Linked DNA regions of Oryctolagus cuniculus: region 2 is linked to region 1. Evidence: chromatin contacts called from public Hi-C data. All regions are on one chromosome and are shown on one strand. The core of a region is the stretch at or near the end of the contact, and the rest is flanking DNA. Distances in the headings are between cores, read along the strand shown.

Region 1 (2,655 bases), core at 87-2,586:
TTTCTTTTCTTTTTTTTGCCACTTTTTGGAGTGATTTTACCCTAGAAATTCCCAGGCATGGTCATGTGTGTGGCTGATGCCTGCAAGTAACAGTGAGCAGGTTTTTAAATCCATCCACTGAGGAAACAGAGAGCATGTTTCTGGAGGAGTGAATGATTTTTCACTTCTGTCAGGAGATCAAATGATCAGCAGGGCTGCTAATCTGCCTATCAGCAAAAATAGCCAGAAATATGCACAAATGTAAACATAAAAGGGGACTCTCATAATTTGCATAGCTCTCATGTTTGCCCATCACTCTCCCTAAACTCATGTAAGCTGTAAGGCTGGATGTGAATGTGCTACAGCTTGGGGAATTGCTGCTTTATCTTCCTATGAGACACTTTATTATCACTGTTAATTGATTATACATTTTCAACACTCTCAGTGTAAACCAGTCATGCCATCTATTTCTACCTTGGGCTTCTGTTTATAGTTGGAGTGTGCCAAACATGCAGACTAAATGAAAATATACCCTCCAGGAACCATGCGTGGCATCTCTCATAACAAGCTGCAGCACCTCTTTGAAGCATGGCTGCTATGCCGTGGGAATCCCGGGAATCTGTGCGTAGCTCGCTGCGCCGGGGAGCCTCTGGCAGGAATGGAAAGTGAGTGGTGGGAGAGGAATCCTGTGTGTGGATGATTGTCATGCTTCCTGCTCTCATTTTGAGGGAAAAGGAGAGGTGGTTCAAGGAAAAGATTGTGTATCTCTAGGATAACTGGGATTTATGGGAGCAGTATTGGCCATGTGAGTTCCAGCTGGCTCCCTAATGCTTCGCCAGCATTGAGTTTCTTGGGCCTTGCGGGTAAGAGGAGGGTGCTGGATTCCCAGCATCTTGTGCCTTATCCGTTTGACATTTCTCTAGCAAATCTAAAGAAATGATTCCCGATTGCCTCTCTATTTCAAAAATAGCTCTAAAGCCTGAGGACAGTGGAATGGGAGGGGGAGAGGAGCTTGGCTAAATAGAAAGTGTTGAGATGATTCAGAGGGCTCCTGCTGACAGAGCAGGGGTAGCATGACCTTCTATGGGGGCCACGTAGTCAGCCTCCTACTGGTTGTTATTTTGGGTTCCAGAAAGTCTGCCAGCCCTGAAATCTCTCTCCCTACTATCTTGCCAGGTTCTGTCATTCCTACCATGGGAGCCATGCTCTAGTTAAGGCATTGTGTCTCCAGGAGGCCCAGTTTATAGTGCAGCCACCCATAGGCAATACTACACATTTAACCCATAACTGCCCATTAGCCTGCAGCCTGGCTGCAGAGAATAGCTACCAGCTGTTGGTAACCTGACACTGCTTTACTAAGAGAAGCTTTTTGACAGCCTCTTCACATAAGTGGGGGAATGGGTGCCACAAAGCTCCGGATCAGGGTTATAATGGCTTCCATGGGAGATGCCAAATTGCCACAGCGATGGCATCTCCACTCCCTCCTCCCAGGGTGTGGGGAGATTAGACTTTGGATTTTAACAGTAGTGTGGCAATACAAATGGAGTCAGTGAAAGGCACCTAAGTTCATGGATGATGGATCCAATGTGGAAGCAGGGAACACACAAGGCTCTTAATCAGGCTTTATCTCTAAGAAGAAACTGCCTACTCAGCTTGCTTTGGGGGTCTTCCTAAAAATCCTATTACTGGTCAGTAAAGAAGCCTGAAGCTTTCACTATAATTACTCCTTTGGGCATAGGAGGCACCTGTTAAAAGGCAAACATTTTATGTGGGGATAACCAGGCATTTTTCAGAATGGAGGGCATTCATGAGAACTAGCCCGTCTCATATAATAGCCTGGGGGAAAGCTTGGAAGCTTGGTATGCTGCAGCTGTGTGTGAGAAAACATTCCTCACGCTGCCAGAACTACCATTGGTACTCAATACTCTGTTCTGTAGCGTAACCAGCTTCTTACTAATTGTGGTTAAAAGGTCACATGTTCTCTTCATGAACAATATTTTGGGGATAGTATTTAGGCTGGCTGTTCTGTTCTTTGGACTTGGCTTTCTTCCTTGGTCTCTACTTCTTTCTTTGCATTCCATGCAGAGCGTGGACGATGGACCCACTGCATCCCACTGCTTCCCTCCTTTCACTGGGAACTCTCTGCATGACTCAGACTGGCTGGACAAGCCAATAAGGATAGCCTCTCCTCCCTCAGAACAGATTCTGTTATGTGGTCAGCCTGCCAGCATGGTGAATTAAGAACAGAATTAAAAAAGCTGTTCTGGAGGATCTGATCTAAAGACAAAAATTATGCATCACCAAGAAAAAGACGAGGTAGAGAAGATTCCCCAGGGGGCAAATGGAAGCCTGAGAAGGGGAAAAAGAGAACAGAAACAGGATAGGGACTCTGAAGTCAGGCAGTCTCAGGAATTGCCAGTGGGAGAGCAAATAGAACTAGGTTTGAAAAAAGGATTTGAGTTCAAAACTCAGTAGCTATGCTACCTTGAAGTGATTACTTATAGTCTTAGAATATGCATTTTCTTTTGCAAATGATATAGTTAATGATAATGTATGCTTCATAAGATATCAATCAAAATAAATTAAATGCTTTAAAGTGATCAGAACTGTGATTCTGATCCATAGTAACTAAAAATGTTAGGTGGTTAAATTGTGAGTATTTCACCAGTTATAGAT
Region 2 (2,655 bases), core at 53-2,552, 160 kb after region 1:
TATGCCATCCCTTATCACAATCATTTGGGGACAAGCTACAAGTTTAGCTTTATACATGAAATCAGATTACTTATGTTCATTTAATCTTGAACATGAACACAATACTATAAAGCATGCTATTTTAAAAAATATACATTGTTTTAAGTAATTCTTTAAATATCAATATCAGTTCAGGATCCACTAATTCTTTCATTGGGAATTTGGAGGATAAAAACTTAGAAATTATGATATTTGGTAGCATTCATACACAATGCCAAATTTATTTTGTGATTCAAAGCTAGAACACATTTAGGTGGTGTATGGCTGGCAATGGTAGGCCTGCTTCCCAAATTAACTTTGCTTTTGATCCAGATGTAAATACGTGAGATGATCATCAGCCAAATGCAGAAGCACACACCAGTTGGCTGTAAAACATGATGACCTATCCAGTGGAAAGACGAAACCTGACAGATACCTGGAGATGGGCTCACATTCCACCTTGGGATGCTTAGGAATCTGGGAAGAAGCACATTCAAATCTTGAAAAAGGGAAATGGCAAACATAAAAATGCACTGGCTCAAAGTTATAAAAGAGTCAACCCTACCTTCTTTGGAAAGGTAATCCCATCCTTGAGAATTTCATGGAGCTAATCTACTATCCCAGTCATGAAACATCAGTGCCAATATAGCCTTGCTAATGACAATTTAGTCTCACATGGTCTGAGCCATAATCAATTATGCAAAAATCAAATATTCCAAGCATATAAACAATTTGTGTGAATTGATGTGATATGTGTTGTTCTGATGATAAGGGGATAACAGGTGTATAGTTGCTGTTTTCTCTGAGCTAGTCACATGAAAGGAGACAGCAGTGATGCCCACAGCTTTATTTATATCCTGTATTCAATTATGGAAAAAGCAGCATTCAAAATCATTATCCATTCAATTGAAAGGAAGTCTGGAGTAGTTCTTTGGGGGATCTCACAGGTTATCTGGACACAGAATTCAGTCTTTAACAATGTGTCAACTCTGCAGTTTTAAAATGTATATACTGGGGATAGGAGCTATGTGGGATTTCTCTGAGTCTTCCTCTTAATTTTGCTGTGAATTTAAAGTGTCCCTTTAAAGTCTTCAATAATAAATGTACATTTATACAATATATATTATGTATGTAATATATATCATTTTCAATTAAATTTGGATCAGAAAATGTGTTTTAAAATTTTTAAAGCCCAGGTACTTAAGATGTATGTTTTGTGAGTCTCTTAGAAATAGTGGCGCCATCCTATCAGAGCAGGCACAATGCCTCTTTCAACAGATGGCTGGAAGAGAAGGCAGCCAAAAGACCATGTATGAACAACAAATGTGCTTGTCGAGGGCAGATGTCCAAATAGCGCATGTTGAAATTTTTTTTCCATCTTACATTCACAGGCTTGTGGCAAAGGTACTGGGGAGTCAGTTGACTCTTGTGTGCTAAAGCCAAACTGCCAAATAGCTCCCATGACTATAGGAAAGACCGCAGGGTGGCGCAGAGTGTTCCAAACATGGAATTAAAATGCTCATTGTTCTTGGACCCTTATGTTGAAGTTCCCCTGGTATCTGTTAACATTGTATTTTATCTTTTTTTCATTTGTTCAAGCTAAAGTGTGATGTCATATGTACACAGAGTGGCAATTTAACTTCTTTAGAGACAGAAAATATTTCCACCATGGAGATCAAGTACAAACTTACTTTGCTTGAGAGGAGAGATTTTGTAAGAGGAAAGTTGTCTTTGACCTTTGCTGCCTTTCTACTGTGCTTTAAACAAGTTTCAACTTGTTGGTAAATATGACCAACAAGTTCTCTAAAGATGTTGTGAAATTTCTTGTTCATATAAAGCCCAGTGGCACTGGGTAGTGAGTGCATATCAGTGTGTGTGAGGGTGGGTTCTATTATATGCAAATGACCATGTACAGAAACTGTTGATTTTGATAAGCTTAGCTGCAACAGTTCAACTAGATTTACTTAATACCCAAAGCAACAAAACACATTATAAGTCCCATTGTAAAATAAGGCCCTTGATTTTTAGACTGCTCTTGTGGGACATTTCAATTCTCAGAAGAGAGCCTATTAAACTATTATATATTCACAAGTGAAGGTAATAGAGAAGGAAGACCTCCTCAGTGTGATAAATCCTTGTAGGTAAGCCTAATGATATGTCTCCAATAGCACTCCAAGTCGACTCCCGTGTCCCCTCTTCCCTGAGAAGATTTGGGGAATAAAATGCTTAACTTAATTTTTATCAACTCAACTATATTATTAAGGACCCCACTCACATAAAATACAGCCTGGTAGCAAAACCATTAAAGTATTTTTTTTTGTATTTAAATAAATGAAAATATTTGTATAAAATCAGACTATTGACTAAACTATTCTTTCATTTACTGAATCATGAGTATAGTAGACTTTGTTTGTGAAATACATTTTTAGCTATTATATCCTGATTTTTTGCATAATTTTGTACTTTGAGACCCTGCTGACAACATAGATTATTTAAAACATTTTAAAGGGGCCAGTGCTGTGGCTTAGCAGGTAAAGCCACTGCCTAAAGCACCAGTATCTCATCTGGGAACCAGTTCAAGCCCTGATTGCTCCATTTCTGATCCATCTCCCTGGTGGAGGATGGCCCAAGTGCTTG

The links. Hi-C and Micro-C count contacts between places; a contact is called where the count stands out from the background.
Region 2: a contact with region 1 is called in a Hi-C map of embryonic fibroblasts, with 2.2 times the contacts expected there. The contact joins two enhancer-like sites. A contact is called at or near these places in 3 of 6 Hi-C or Micro-C datasets (embryonic fibroblasts, liver and skin fibroblasts).

The regions. Positions count from the first base shown.
Region 1 is chr5:53,236,500-53,239,154 of mOryCun1.1, forward strand. No RefSeq gene overlaps it. Among named protein-coding and RNA genes, the nearest start is that of VGLL2, 100 kb to the left of the region's middle. Within about 2 kb of position 1,337, at least 1 of the 8 cell types and tissues checked has an H3K27ac peak or open chromatin away from gene starts, as enhancers often do.
Region 2 is chr5:53,394,894-53,397,548 of mOryCun1.1, forward strand. No RefSeq gene overlaps it. Among named protein-coding and RNA genes, the nearest start is that of RFX6, 110 kb to the right of the region's middle. Within about 2 kb of position 1,303, at least 1 of the 8 cell types and tissues checked has an H3K27ac peak or open chromatin away from gene starts, as enhancers often do.